Regions from separate parts of the Sus scrofa genome. Here all the other regions are linked to region 1. Evidence: chromatin contacts called from public HiChIP or PLAC-seq data. All regions are on one chromosome and are shown on one strand. Each heading gives the region's core, a stretch centred on a gene start, on an enhancer-like site or on the middle of the called end of the contact. The rest is flanking DNA. Distances are from core to core; before and after follow the strand shown.

Region 1 (4,947 bases), core at 1,416-3,915:
TTCTTTGCAGGAAGCCCAATCTGACTCTAACGTAACTCGACCTTGAGCAAGGCATTTCCTCAGGTGTAAAAGGGGTTGGACCTCAGTCATCTGTCTCCTTGCTCTAGTACTGCACGAATTTACAGCTGAAGTCTATTGTAGGAAATGGCGCAGTACTCCAGCATCCTCAATTCCTCTAGGGCAGCGCTTCTCAAATGAATGTGTGCACAGATCACCTGGGGAGCTTATTAAAACACAGAGTCAGACGCCAAAGATCTGGGGCGGGGTCTGAGTGTCTGCATTTCTGACAAGCTCCCAGGCGAGTCCCAAGATGCTGGTCTACTGACCACACTTGATCGGGGCTCTTGGATACCTTTATTAACCCCTTTGCCACCTGAAAAATGACTTCCCCTGCCTCAATATATCTTTACCTACTTTTAGCCTAGCATCTGTATGACTACTGTGATTGTTTCTTGATCCATTTGTTTCTCCACTTGACTCTGAACTCCCTCAGGGCATCATTGCACCTTCTAGCACCTAAGCACAGTGCAATTTCAACCAATTACTCAAGACTGAATTTTACCAAGCAGTGCAGCACACAGGCTCTAGAATCAAACTGCTTGTTTTGAAGCGCCACCATTTATCATCTCTGTAATTTTTGCACAAGCTTCCTAGCAGTGTGTGTCTCAATTTCTTCATCTTTCAAAGGCAATAATAACAATAATATCTGCCTCACTGGTAGGACTGAATTATATAATACCTGTAAAGTGCTTAGTTCAGCGCCTGGCACACCGTAGGCACTTAATAAATGTTGACTATTATTATCGTTATCATTAAAGGTTGGAGTTTTTGAGAAGCTATCACAGAACAGAGGAGCCTGGGGAACATGACAACTAAATGTAATACAATACCCTGGATTGATTCCTGGAACAGAAAGAAGACATTAATGGGAAAACTGGTGAAATTCAAAGAAAAGCTAGACTTTAGTTACTAGTAATGTGCCACTGGCAGTTTCTTAGTTGTGACATTACACCGCAGTAATGTAAGATGCTACCAGTGGGGGAACCTGGGGGGAGAGGTATACAGTAATTCTCTGTACTATCTTTGCAGCCTTTCTGTAAATCTAAAATTTCACAACAAAAATTTAATAAAGCTGAATTTCTGTCAGACAAATGTCATAATACACATATGTAAAAAGTAATTTTAATAATTGGATCCTTTTAATTATATATAATAAATAGGACAAAAGGTTTTGTCTTGAAAACAATTGGCGCTTTGAAGGAAGTCACATTTCGTTTTCTACTTTAGTCCTGAAGATGGAAAGTAATCTAGCAAAGAAAGGAATAAAGGTCAACTCTGAATTTGTTCCCTTCATTCAAGTTCTTAAATACCTACAGTGGAGAACACTGTGCTAGGCATGAAATTACAGAAATAAACAAAATATACATTGTCTCTGTCCTCATGGGTTCTATAGGTTAGGAAAGAGGTCAGCAAACTGTTCCTGTAAAGGACCAGATATTATTATCTGTTGCAACTACTCAACTTTGCCCTTAGTGAGCGGCCAGACAATACCCAAATGAATGGGTGTGGCTGTGTGCCCATAAAACTTCACTGATGGACAGTGAAACCTGGATTTTATATAACTGTCATGGATCATAAAATGATATTCCTTTGTTTTTTCCAAAACAAATTAAAAGTCTAAAAGCATTCTTAGCTCCCTGCAAAAACAGGAGGGAGGCCGCATTTGGCCCACATGCCAGAGATGGCTAGCTCCTGGTCTAGGAGAGAAGACCTCAAAACAGATCAACCGTCTCAAGACTGCACTGCATCCTCTGCTGGACTCCAGGTTTCTTCTTGACCTCACAATTGTATGCGTATGATAAAGTACTTTTACTTTTTTTTTTTTTCACTTAAACTTCCCTATCGCTCTTTGACATAGACAGGGCACGAATTAAAATCCACCTCAATGAAACTTCAGGGAAGGGATATGATGTGCCCAAGGTCACGGATTTAGTGGTAAAGCAAGTTTTTAAGAACCAGCCTTCCAATCCCCCAGTTCAGTGCTCTTCGCCCTGGATCACAGTGCCTCCCTGAGGCAAATGGTCACCTAACTTCTCAGTGTGCCTGGACAGCCCAGGAGTGCCCAAGATGTTGTCCATCTAGTTGTCATGGGGCCGTGAGCATCCGAGATCCTCAGTCTGACACTTTGTCTGATCAGCCCCACGCTGGATCTGACATCACTTGTTTCGAATTCTCGGATAGACTTCCTCTCTGCCCATCCTGCAGCCCGCCGGTCCCGTGCTGAGCCCTCTCCCCAACACCCCCTTCCAATCCTGCTGCAATCCCAGGTGCCCCACTCTCCTCTAACTCACACTGAAAGCCTTGCACCGGGGAGCCCTGTACTGCTTCTCACACTCACCCCAAAGTCTAAGGTCTCAAATGACCGTTCCCGGGACACTCGGTCCGACACTCCCTTCAGGGGTGCGCCCACACGTTGCCCCCGGAGTCCCGCACGGGAGCGGTCCCCGTCCCCCAGGCACTTACGCTGCGCAGCGGAAAACGCCGCGTGGGCTAGGGCGAAGAGGCCGATGCCCACCAGCCCCTTCCAGAGCGACGGCGCCATGACTCCGAAGGAGCAGCAGCCCAACAAAGAAGCGAAGGGCGGCGGAGCCGTTCCTTCCTCCACCGGCGGGTGTCCGCGCAGCGCGGAGAGATGACGTCACTGAACCCCTGGGCGCGAAGTGCCTGAGAGGTGGGAAAAGCTAAGAGCCATGAGAAAGCGGAAACAGGAATGCCGGGAAGAAGGAGAAAGCGACACGGAAAAAGGTCCGCGAGTGGCGAGGAGCCGGGCCTGCGCCGGGCTGCCGCTCTGCGAGGGGCGGAGCTGAGCAGAGGGCATCAAAGAGGAGGCGAGAGCGAATCAATGGGGAAGCGGAGAAGATGGGCGCCAGCAAATGAGCGCGCGCCGTGGGGCAGGGGGCGGGGCCTGCGGGGAGTTCCGGGCTGGGCAAAGGAATTGGGGCACTGGGGGCTGGTGTTAAAGGTGGTCTGTGCTGGCTCCCTACCCCTGGGCAGGGGGAGGTTGTTTGTTTGTTTTGCTTTTCCCTTGTCAAGCTGCGTTCTTTGTTTTCTGTCGACCTTTCCTGTATTTCAGCCTTCTGGCAACCGGCACTGCGGAAGGAGGCAAGGGTGTGAAAGCGAGGTGGCGGGTGGGATGTAGAGGAAAACCACCCTGGATTTGGAGCCCCAAATAAGTGGTAGGCCGGGGGGAGGGTAAAAGTTAGTTTCCTTCTAAGTGTCCGTACCTTCCCGCCCAAAGTGTAGCCCAGCGGGACGTTCTGTCATGAAGAGAACCAGTTTACATAAGGGAGAAATGAAATGGGAAGAATAAAAGGATGCTAACAACACAGGCCAATCTTCTGCCTCTGTGATCAGAATAAAATATACTCTCCTTTCTCGATATGTGTGTGTGTGTGTATTTGGTCTTCAGCCCATAAAATACAGACAATTTGATATCGGAACTTCATACACCTAAGAGAAAAGTTATATTCCTTATGCTTCTTTAGAAATGACTAGTTTAAAATTGAATAGCTTAGAGCCCTTCCTGTGCTTCTCCCTGGCTTAATTGCACTCTTTTTTTTTTTTTTGTCTTTTTGCTATTTCTTTGGGCCGCTCTCACGGCATATGGAGGTTCCCAGGCTAGGGGTCGAATCGGAGCTGTAGCCACTGGCCTACGCCAGAGCCACAGCAACGCGGGATCCGAGCCGCGTCTGAAACCTACACCACAGCTCATGGCAACGCCGGATCCTTAACCCACTGAGCAAGGGCAGGGACCGAACCCTCAACCTCATGGTTCCTAGTCGGATTCGTTAACCACTGCGCCACGACGGGAACTCCTAATTGCACTCTTAACACAATCACCCCTGAGCTTCAGATTAGGCACCCTGAGCACAATTGCCTGTGGGTCAAAGATTAAGCACATGATGTTTTGGGGGGGGACTTTCCTAGATTACCCTAATATCTGAACAATATGCTCTTTTCAAAAGTTTTTTTTGTTTGTTTGTTTTTTGTCTTTTCTAGGGCCGCACCCACAGCATATGGAGGTTCCCAGGCTAGGGGTTGAATCGGAGCTGTAACCACCGGCCTGCGCCAGAGCCACAGCAATGCCAGATCCGAGCCGCGTCTGCAACCTACACCACAGCTCACAGCCACACCGGATCCTTAACCCACTGAGCAAGGCCAGGGACCGAACCTGCAACCTCATGGTTCCCAGCTGGATCCACCAACCACCAAGCCATGACAGGAACTCCCGAAAGTATTTTTATTTTGGGAAAAATCGAGATACGACGACCCAGAAGACCACCAGGATCTTGCGGAGACCTCATGACACCAACCTCAATTCCACCAACTAAGGAGTCCCACAAAGAAAGAAGAATGCATATTTGTCCTCAACCCCAGTTCTTATCCCGAACCTTGTTTTTCTCCTTTTTACTATAAAACTCCCTGCAATTCTTCCCAATGGAGAACAGTCTTCAAGGCAGTAGCCCACTGTGGCCTCCTTTGCCTGGCAAAGCAATAAAAGCTATTTTTTTCTCCTTTACCCAAAACTTTCTCCTTGTTTCTATTCTGCATCAATGAACAGAGGCTGAGTTTCGGCAACAATTTTATGTTGACCTCTTTACACCCTGCTGTCCTTTGGCCTGCTTGCCTATTTATTCCCACTGCTTTCAGCCGTTGTCAATATTAGTGATTCCAAATCGACATCTGTCTCCCAAATGTCTCTCCTTAGTTCCAGACTTGTATTTCCAACTACCTGCTGATCATTTCTTTCTATCATGTGGCACTCCATTTTTTTTTTTTTTTTTTGGCCACACCTGTGGCATATGTAAGTTCCCAGGCCATGGCTCAAATCTGTGCTGGATCCTTAACCCATCCCACTGCATCCAGCCAGGGATGGAAGCAGCACCA
Region 2 (4,947 bases), core at 1,705-4,204, 200 kb after region 1:
CCAGCTCTGGCCCCGCGGCCCCCCCGTCGCTTCCCCGATCACCCAGAATCCCGGCCTCTCCCGCTCCGGTGCACTGAGCCAGACCTCAGCCGCCCTCTCGGTCTGCCCCGCCGTGTCCCTTCTGGCTCCCCTGTCCTCTCCTTGCCCCCGCCTGCTTGTGCTCGTTCAGCCCGTGGCCCCTGACGTCGCAGTGGGACAGTCGCGGCTCCCTTCCAGGCTCCGTCCTGGCCCCCGGACTCCGTTCTCCCGAGAGCTGCCGGCCGTCTTCTTCACGGCTTGCCTTACTCGGGTCTTGCTCCCCTTGCCCAGCTGCAGAGAGGTCCCCTCCTGTGTGTGTGTCCCTTCTACGTGGCTTTACCTGCCCCTGCTGCCTTGTCCTATGCCCCCCACCCCGGGTGTGGGCTGCATCCGGCCTCTGGCCTGGGCCCTGCTTTTCTCATCCCCTTGTTCACACACACCCCTGCTTTTCTTGGTGTGCTGTAGACCCCACATCCTTCAGGGACCAGGGCACAGTCATCACAGCCATCAAGTCCTGTCTGATCCCCCAAAGCTGATATGACATCTGCTTTACATCTGTCTTGCTGCGCTCGCGGCGGCTCCTCGCGTGGCAGAGTCACCTGCATGTTGATCTCAGCCTCCTGTGAAGCAGGGACGCTCCTCTTCCTTGGGACCAGCAAAAGCCCTGGCACCACCCCGCGGACATCTGCTCCAGGAGTGTTCTTCTAAAATGAGCGACTACATAGGGGGTACGGTCTGCAGGTGGAGCCACGGGGAGGTTACGCGGAAGTGCAGGGTGGCTGGAGACAGGATGCCTGGCTGCCCTCGGAGGTCAGTGGGCCTCGGAGGTCTTGTGCGCGAGGGGGCTTGGGAGTTGTGACGCCCAGCACTCACGGAAGGACCATCCTGCTGTTCGCTGGGCCACGAAAGGCTGGAAGGCCTGAAACGTGGCCTTCAGGCACCAAAGAGATTTGTTCCTCAAACCTCGGCCGGTGCCACCCAGAGTATATGAGGAGCTTTGTAAACAGTGCAGTGATTACTAAGGATGTCATCACACATCATCCTTTGTTAATGTGTAACGAAGGTGGCTCAGCTGCTGATGAAACCGGTGACTGGGCGTCTGCTGAGGAACTGTCAGGGTTACCGAATCGCTGGTCTAAGACAGGGCAAAGCTGCCAGCTTTCCTTACTGAAGAACTGATTTTCACCTGGCAGAGGACCTGTCTTCCCTGTTTCGCTTTTGTGTAGTTGTGTGACGAGGGGACATGGGCAGTGGGGACAGGTGTCAGAGCAGGCGTGGCCACACCTCATACAGTTTTGCGAAGGCACGGTTGGCCTGGTTGGTGAAAGTCACCGACCGAATAAATGCCGAGGCCCAGCTCACACTGGCCTGTCAGAGGTGACTGATGAATTGATGGGCAGGAAGCAGGTCTGTTGTGTTTTCTCTTGGGTTTTAGGCAAAATCGACTTAGGCTTTTTGCTAAAACATTTCCTGGGCCAGGGATTGAACCGGTGTCACAACAGGGACCCGAACCGCTGCAGCGACAATGCCGGATCCTTAACCCATTGAGCCACCTGGGAACTCCAGCCCGTTGCTATTCCGTTGTCACCTTTCGCAGTGCTCAGCTGGCTAAAGGGACGCGTCTGCTTGCTGGGAGTAGACCTCCCGAGGCCACGCGCTCTGCTTGTTGTTTGCAGCCCTGCGAGGGGGGCCATTAAAAGCGCCTTGGCCCTAACCCAGCGTTTACCTCACTAAATGGAAAATTTAGTGTTTATCAGGGTTAAGCATCTAATAAAATAGGAGCCTTTCCTCTGGGTGCAAAGTCTCATTTGTTTTAGGAGCAAGGCCTTGTTCATACTGGCCAGTCTCCTGCTCTCGCGCAGTCAGCCCAGCTGGGAAAGAGGCCTTTCTCTCTCCGGGCTTTTTGGGGGCACTACTGTGTGATAAATCTGCCTGTAGCATCCTGGCTTTGAGGGTGCTGTTACCTTCTGCTAACTGGGAGCTCCTGGCAGTCCGGGCTGTCTTTAGAATAACTTCCCGTGAGACAGTGGAAGGGCACAGGCGTCCTCAGAGTCTGGCATCCGTTGCTGAAGCGGGTATGGCTCACCGGCCAGGCCTGGGGACAGAAGACGAGGAAAGCATGGCCCTGGCCCCCGAGTCAGGGTTGTCTACACTCCTTGATGTTCAGTGGCGGAAGCCACTTGTAGGGTTCTGGGTGGGACTGTGTTTCACTTTTATGTGAGGCTTGGCAAACCCTTTTCAAGTTGTGGAATTTGGTTTTTCCACACGGAGTCACTGAGGAAGCTGGGGGCAGTGGGGGCAGCGTTCGGCGGGGTGGCTGGGGAAGATGGCCCGAGAAAGTGACCTGAAGCCAAGCCTGGAGGAAGCAGAGGAGCCAGCGCGAGGCCCGGGGCGGAGGGCCCGGCTGCCGGGGGCGGGTACCCTGGGGTGGGGCGGGTGAGGAGGGCGCAGGGCACGGCCCGGGCGGGGGCGCCCACGGCTCCTCCTGGGGCCCCGTCTCCAGCCATCGCATGGCCCGTTGGGGTCACGGTGTTTCCGTCCCCGTTTCTGCTTTCATCGTCCCTGACAGTGGAAAGCAAGGGGCTGCGTTTGTGGGACACGGTCTCTTCCTCGTGTACTAGCAGGTGCGTGCGTGTGTCTGCCCCTCCGGGCCCGCCCTGTCTGGCACTCAGGAGGGGTGCTCTTTTCAGGATCCTGCCAACCTCCGGGACAGACCCAGGAGGACACGGGCCGTGCCCTCGACCTGTGTGGCCCTCGGGTCCAGTGCGTCTTTCCCCCGCTGCCGCCGGCGGTCTGTCTCGTACAGTTACTTTGACCAGTAGCAGCACAAACTCGCGTCCTTCCGGGGCCCGCGGGCGAGCTCATCGGGCGTATAAAGTAGATTAATGGGGTGGCTCAGCGTTGAGGTATGCCACGGCCGCGTCCAAATTTTATTCCGGTACAGGGATCACTTTCTCTGCGGCCTCTCTGGCTCTGGAGCTAATTTGGATGCTGAGTAGCCCCACAGGTATTTATATGTAGTGTTTGGTATTTTTACTGGGTCCTATTCTTCTCCCTTGGATCACCTAAAATGGTTAAGAATTTTCGAGTGGGATTAAGGTTGCGATCTCTGGGGAGGGTGGGCCATCTGCTCTCGGTTATTTTCGTGTTCACCGCTTCCCCTTAAATGTATGTTCACAACGGAGCCGCAGCCTTATCAGCCGGGCCCAGGGGACAGTGGCTCCAGGTGCGGCTTGGGACTCGCTGGCGGAGCCATGGCCTCCCACAGACATGCAGGTAAACGCGGCGGCGGCGGCGGCCCCGGGCGGCCCCGGCTTCTCGGAGCACAGGGTGCCGAGGGCCCCGCGTCCGACCTTTGTTTAAGAGATATTTTTGGGTGACGTGATTTCAGTCCTGTCTAAATAGTAACAGAGCCGTAGCTCCTCTCTGCTCAGGCCTTGCCTCCCTCTAATGCTGTTTCCGGGACAAAAGAGATCTTGTTCAGGTAAAGTCAACAGCTCGAGTAGCTTATTTCTTGAAAACATGTAAACACGTTGCTCCAGAGCCCTTTGGCAGGACGTCTGGGAGGCTGGAAGCGATTGGGTGAGGAAAGAGGTTTTCGTCGTGACTGTTCGCAGTTTGGGGGTTATTTGTAAGATACAGATCTTCATCTTGACAGTGCTTTAAACCGAATTTCAATGTTTAGAAAAGGTCAGCCGTGGAACATGGAGCTGCAAGAAGGAAGACTGATAACGCAAAGTCCGTGCTGCCCTAAGGCCCTCTTCTCCTCGGAAGGGCCCTGTGTCTGGTCCTCCCGGACACACAGCCGGGAGCCTTCGGCTGTGACACGTAGCCCCCCAAGTCTTCTGATCAGAAAACAGGGCAAAGCTGCGGACCCTCTAGACTGTCGGTGCCCCAAGAGTCTCCCTCTCGTTTGATGCCCTGACGTGGAGGAAGCCTCTGGCGTGGACCAGACCCCCGGGGGACGGGGCCCGAGGGCTGCAGGGCGGGCAGGTCTCTGGGCTCAGCCTGCTGCCTCGCTCCTCCCAAGCCAGGACTGTCGCTGTGGCTCTGTGGCCCTCTTGCTAAGGAACGGTCCCCTTTCTTAGCAGCCAGGCACTTCGGCCCATCTCTCAGCTTTCAGATGAAGGGTCGATGTCATTCTCAGTGGCAGTCTTTTGGAAACAACAGTTTTGAGAACTGAGTGTTGCCTGTGGCTGTTTAGATAAAGGCAGTACTGGGCTGTTTAGATAAAGGCAGTACTGGGTCAGATTTCTCTGTCGGGGTTTGAACCAAGCGTGCTGCCGTGGGATGCGCTGCTTTGGTCCGCCTGTCCGCTTGTCCTCCTTGTTCCCAAGGCTCTCGAGCTGCCTGCTGTCTCTTCCTCCACCCGGGAGCCATTGTACCAGCTCGGCACCACAGGCCCGAGACTGTGCTAATCTAATCGGCCAACGTCCGCAAGCTCTGGGTGTAGACAAACTAGCCGGCTGTACCAGTTGTTCCAGTGGACCTTGGACGCAGGTTAACTGGTAGAGGAACTGCCCGTTTTATTTACTAATTAAATGACAGGATAAGGAAATCTGTTTCAAAGGTGACATGTTTATAACACGCCCAACCTTGGATTTTGAAACTATACCACATCCTGACGTTATTCTTCTATAAATCTGGAGGCTGTAACTGTAACGAAATTAGACAAATTGCTGACACCTTCTAGGTGATTTTTAAAATCAGGAGCTAGCATCTTGTGTCGCGTTAGGTTCAATAGGTCCGTGAGAGCAGATGAGAGAGAAGTGCCCTGAAGTGGACTTTGTGTGGACAGGGTAGAGGCTTGCAGAATCGGATAGGTCAGAATCCATTTTTAGGGGCCGTCCGCATCCAGAGAGGATGTTTCAAGGGCGAGCCTTGATCCTTACTGTCTACAGAGGGCCTTCCTTTACCCTTTGGCCCTTC
Region 3 (4,947 bases), core at 1,479-3,978, 180 kb before region 1:
TTGTAAGAGGAGTGTCTGGTTTTGTTTGATAAAGCTGGGGTGGCAGGTGACCCATTTCATTGACCTACTTTCAGTCGACATTGAAAGTATCAACTGAAGCCACCTCATGTCAGTTGCAGAGATCTGTCCTTCAAAATTAAAGAAAAATATTACTTTGGGTTTCCTCATATTCAACAACAAATGTCTGTTGGAGGTCAGCTCCAAAACGAACAGGACACAGCTCCTGCCCTCAGTGATACGTGCTACGACCTAGTTGGGGAGACAGTACATGTAAACAGAAAGATAATAATGCAAAGTAGCATAGAGGTGATTTCATTTAATCCTCAGAAGAACCCCACGAGGGATGTACAAGAATAGTGTATTATCTATAGTTATAGCTATTTTACACACGAGGAAATCAAGGCACAGGGAGGCTAAACAAATTGTCTAAGAAAATATAGCTAGTACCTCCAGTATTTGAGTCCAGGTAGTCTGGTTTCAGAGTCCACACTCTTTTTTTTTTTTTTTTTTTTTTTTGCCTTTTCTAGGGACGCTCCTGTGGCATGCGGAGGCTCCCAGGCTAGGGGTCTAATCGCAGCTGTAGCTGCAGGCCTACACCACAGCCACAGCAATGTGGGATCCGAGCCGAGGCTGCGACCTACGCCATGGCTCATGGCAACGCCAGATCCTTAACCCACTGAGCAAGGCCAGGGATTGAACCCAAAACCTCATGGTTCCTAGTCGGATTCGTTAACCACTGAGCCACGACAGGAACTCCCCTGCGCCACGACGGGAACTCCTAGACTCCACACTCTTAAAACTATGCTAGAGTAAAAATGAAGGACTATGGAGTTCCCGTCCTGGTGCAGCAGAAACGAATCCGACTAGGAGCCATGAGGTTGTGGGTTCGATCCCTGGCCTCGCTCAGTGGGTTAAGGATCCAGCATTGCTGTGAACTGTGGTGTAGGCCGGCAGCTGTAGCTCCGATTTGACCCCTAGCCTGGGAACTTCCATATGCTGCGGGTGCGGCCCTAAAAAGCAAAAAAAAAAAAAAAAAAAAAAAAAAAAAAAAAAAAAAAAAAGTGCAAGATTTATGTACAAGGATGTTTATTGCAGTATTGTTTATAATAGAAAAGATGGAAATGACCCAAATGTCTATTGATAAAGGAACTGACAAAATATACAATAGTGCATTATTTAACAAAAACTAGATAGAGCTACATGTATGAATATGGAAAAATGTCCTGTTGTACAGATCATTGAAGAAAGAAAGTTTAAAAATAGTATGAGTAGGTTGTTTAAAAATTGTTTTGTCAATAAATGTTATTATACATGCAAGAAAAAATATTTGGAGGAATAGATACCAAACTCAACATAGTTATCTTTGAATGGCTGGGACTATGCAATACTTTCACTTTCGAGAATACTCCTACGGTTCTGCAATGTTACAAAATTTTGGAATCAGGAAATGACATTACATTTTTTCCTAGTTAAAAAACAATGTAAAACCTTCCTCTGAGAAAACACATGATAACATTTTTGAGTGAAAGCTAGCTTCTGAGAAAATCTTGGTTTACTCCATAGCTCAGGGAATAGATTTGACAGCTCTTAACTTGACCAACCAAGTGTAACAGAGTGGAGTTTAGCAAAAGGCTCTGAGCAATTAAACCTGCAGAATAATTACCAGCCATCAGAGCTTCTGATGGAACCCAGGCCTTTGCACTGTCGTCTTTGATCTGCTCTCAGGGCCTAATGCTCTAAGCACTTAGTGCTTTGGTGGGGGCAGGGGGTGAGAGCTCAGTTCACATAAGACCACCTTCTTAAAAACCTTCCATGGCTACCAATTGCCTACAGACCAAACCCAACCAAATCCAAACCATTTAACATGGCCTTCAAGGTCCTATGTCACTTCCTAGCCCTAAATTCCCAACCCAGTCAAAGGGCTTATATAGCATAATGCTAAAGAGTTCAGGCTTTAGATCTTTTTTTTTTTTTAAACCACCTTTATTGAAGTGTCATTGATACGCAAAGAACTGAACATATTTAATGTGTACAATTTGATGTTTTATTTTTCAAATAATTAATTCATTATTTTTTATTTTTTGTCTCTTTTTTTTAGGGCCACACCTGAGGCATACGGAGGTTCCCAGGCTAGGGGTGGAATGGGAGCTGCAGCCGCTGGTCTACACCACAGCCGCAGCAACTCTGGATTCGAGCCATGTCTACAACCTGAACCACAGCTCATGGCAATGACAGATCCTTAACCCATTCATCAAGGCCAGGGATCGAACCCACCTCCTCAAGAATGCTAGTCAGATACCTTTTTTTTTTTTGCTGAGCTATAATGGGAACTCCTCAGGCTTTAGATCTTTAGCCAGATCTAGGATAGAATTTTCTGCCTCATCTCCTTTTCAACAAACCCTAAGCTATTTGTTCTTCAAAGCCAAGTGAACTTGTCCTTTCTCCATGCCCCACCCTTCCCAGATCCCTATCAGAAAGCATTCAGCTGTCTTTCCCTTAAACTCCTGCATAGCTCTGTACTGTGCTTACAGAGTAAGTTTTTTGTAATGCCTCTCTTAAAAAAATGTCAGCCCCATTAAGGTAAGAAGACCTCGCAGTGCACAGCATATTGCTTGCACAAGCCAGGCTGATAGCAAATATTTACGGAATGAATGAATAAATGAATGAATGGATTTCCTTGTTCATCAACCGCCCGGCCCTATTATACCTGCCACCACCAGGTGGCAGTATTCTCCCTTTCAACACACTGCCACACATTAGAGCCTAATAACGTCTTGCAAGTAGAGCAACTTCCAGTTTAAGATAGTTTGGTAGAGATGAAAGTTCTGAACTCAGGGTCAGGTAACTTGGCCTTTTATCTTCAGATCTTCTCCTAAGTAGATATGTGACCTTCAAGTCGGCCCCTTCACTTCCTGGATCTGTTTCTGTGTCTTCAAGATGAAGTAGTAGGATGGGATGATTTGCATAGTCCAGCATTCTATGACTTTCATTCTCTGCAAACTCCAGATAACTAGAGCTATGAGATCCTTGGATAGTTGCCATCATTATTTCTCATTTATTCTAGAATGTTCTTGCGATAACAATATGGTCAGAGGCATTTCCTTATAATCCTCTCCAAACAGTCTTTCCTTGTTTGGATATGATGGGTTACACCAGGACCGGATCTTCCCAAGTCTTTGACTAGGGTTGACCCTCAGGAGGAAACTGGGTAGTGATCCTTAGAAGTGAGAGAAAGAGGTGGATGAGGGGGGAAAACTCAGTTTAAGGGGATCAGCCAAATCCTATATTAGCGGGAAGGAACTCTGAAGTATTTATTTTGAAACTATTTTTCTTCTGTATAAATGTGTTTCAAAAGTCATATTCAGGAAAAGGAGTACTTACTTCTTTTTTTCCTTGTCTTTTTGTCTTTTGTTGTTGTTGTTGTTGCTATTTCTTGGGCCGCTCCCGCGGCATATGGAGGTTCCCAGGCTAGGGGTTGAATCGGAGCTGTAGCCACCGGCCTACGCCAGAGCCACAGCAACGCGGGATCCGAGCCGCGTCTGCAACCTTCACCACAGCTCACGGCAACGCCGGATCGTTAACCCACTGAGCAAGGGCAGGGACCGAACCCGCAACCTCATGGTTCCTAGTCGGATTCGTTAACCACTGCGCCACGACGGGAACTCCCAGGAGTACTTACTTCTTATCACTACTATTGTAGTTCAGCTATCCAAATTTTTTTAAAAACCACAGTTCTGTATCAATACAACACTGCCGCTGCCTTCCCAGTTGGGGAATAGACAGGAGGCCAAGGGAAGTACAGGCCGACATAGGAGGAGAGAGACTCTTATTGTCTAAATTAGGTTTTAAAGGCAAGAAAGGACAAAGGGCTGCCAAGTTTATTTCGAAAAAGATGTACATAAGCAGGGGTTTACATTTACTTAACAGATTTAACGGGCATTGCGTTTAAAGTTTTGATACTTATTATTATTATTTTTTTTTGTCTTTTGTCTTTTTAGGGTCGTGCCCACGGCACATGGAGGTTCCCAGGCTGGGGGTCTAATCGGAGCTGTAGTTGCCGGCCTACACCACCGCCACAGCCACGCCAGATCCAAGCCACATCTGTGACCTACACCACACACCACAGCTCACGGCAACACTGGATCCTAACCCACTGAGTGAGACCAGGGATCGAACCTGCATCCTCATGGATACTGGTCAGGTTCATTACTGATGAGTCACAATGGGATATGTTCTTTTGGTCAAAAGTTGAACTTAGTGTAGAAGTCTGATTCTAGCTCCTGATGAAATTTAGAATAAGGATCTTCTCTAAGAGGGAAGCTGACAAGTGGGGGAAAAATGCTTCCTGGTTACAAAGAACTAAATGTTAGTTTAGGAACTAAACTTCCTTTAAGTTTAAAGCTTAAACTTTAGCTGATTCAATAATCTTAATGCCTCTAAAGAGATAATATCTTCATAGACAACAGCAGGAAAGGATGGGGAGATTTTTTTGGGTACATGTGCAGCATTAAGGGACAGTGGGACTGAATCTCATAATATTTTTTTTCTTTTTTAAATTCTTTTTTCTTGAATCATAATATTAAGTGAAAGAAAAATAGATTTCAATATCTATACACAATATGAGCCATGGTCTTTGTGTGTGTGTGTCTTTTTGTTTTTTTAGGGCTGCACCCACAGCATATGGAGGTTCCCAGGCTAGGGGTCGAATTGGAGCTGTAGCTGCCAGCCTACACCACAGCCTCAGCAATGCGGGATCCAAGCCGAGTGTGCAACCTGCACCACAGTTCACGGCAATGCCAGATCCTTAACCCACTGAGCGAGGGCAGGGATCCAACCTGCATCCTCATGGTTCCTAGCTGGGTTCGTTTCCACTGAGCTGCGATGGGAACTCCCGAGCCCTTGTCTTTAATTGTAGTGCACACACATAGAAAAATGAATGGCAGACGA

What was found. HiChIP or PLAC-seq counts read pairs in DNA pulled down with a chosen protein or histone mark.
Region 2: a contact with region 1 is called in an H3K27ac HiChIP or PLAC-seq map of alveolar macrophages, with 4 times the contacts expected there. The contact joins the promoter of FHL1 here to the promoter of MMGT1 in region 1. A contact is called at or near these places in 1 of 5 promoter capture datasets (liver) and 1 of 2 datasets of contacts at active chromatin or transcription factors (alveolar macrophages).
Region 3: a contact with region 1 is called in an H3K27ac HiChIP or PLAC-seq map of alveolar macrophages. The contact joins the enhancer-like site here to the promoter of MMGT1 in region 1. A contact is called at or near these places in 2 of 5 promoter capture datasets (fetal liver and liver), 5 of 47 Hi-C or Micro-C datasets (blood, fetal liver, liver and 2 more) and 1 of 2 datasets of contacts at active chromatin or transcription factors (alveolar macrophages).

The regions. Positions count from the first base shown.
Region 1 is chrX:111,155,633-111,160,579 of Sscrofa11.1, forward strand. MMGT1 (membrane magnesium transporter 1) reads right to left here and starts at 2,666. Exons shown (of 4, transcript NM_001243208.1): 1 at 2,524-2,666. The coding sequence starts at 2,602.
Region 2 is chrX:111,353,284-111,358,230 of Sscrofa11.1, forward strand. FHL1 (four and a half LIM domains 1) reads left to right here and starts at 2,955. Exons shown (of 6, transcript NM_214375.1): 1 at 2,955-3,294. The coding sequence starts at 3,273.
Region 3 is chrX:110,980,378-110,985,324 of Sscrofa11.1, forward strand. No RefSeq gene overlaps it. Among named protein-coding and RNA genes, the nearest start is that of INTS6L, 29 kb to the right of the region's middle. Within about 2 kb of position 2,729, at least 2 of the 83 cell types and tissues checked have an H3K27ac peak or open chromatin away from gene starts, as enhancers often do. A contact at or near this core is called in alveolar macrophages, where this site is marked.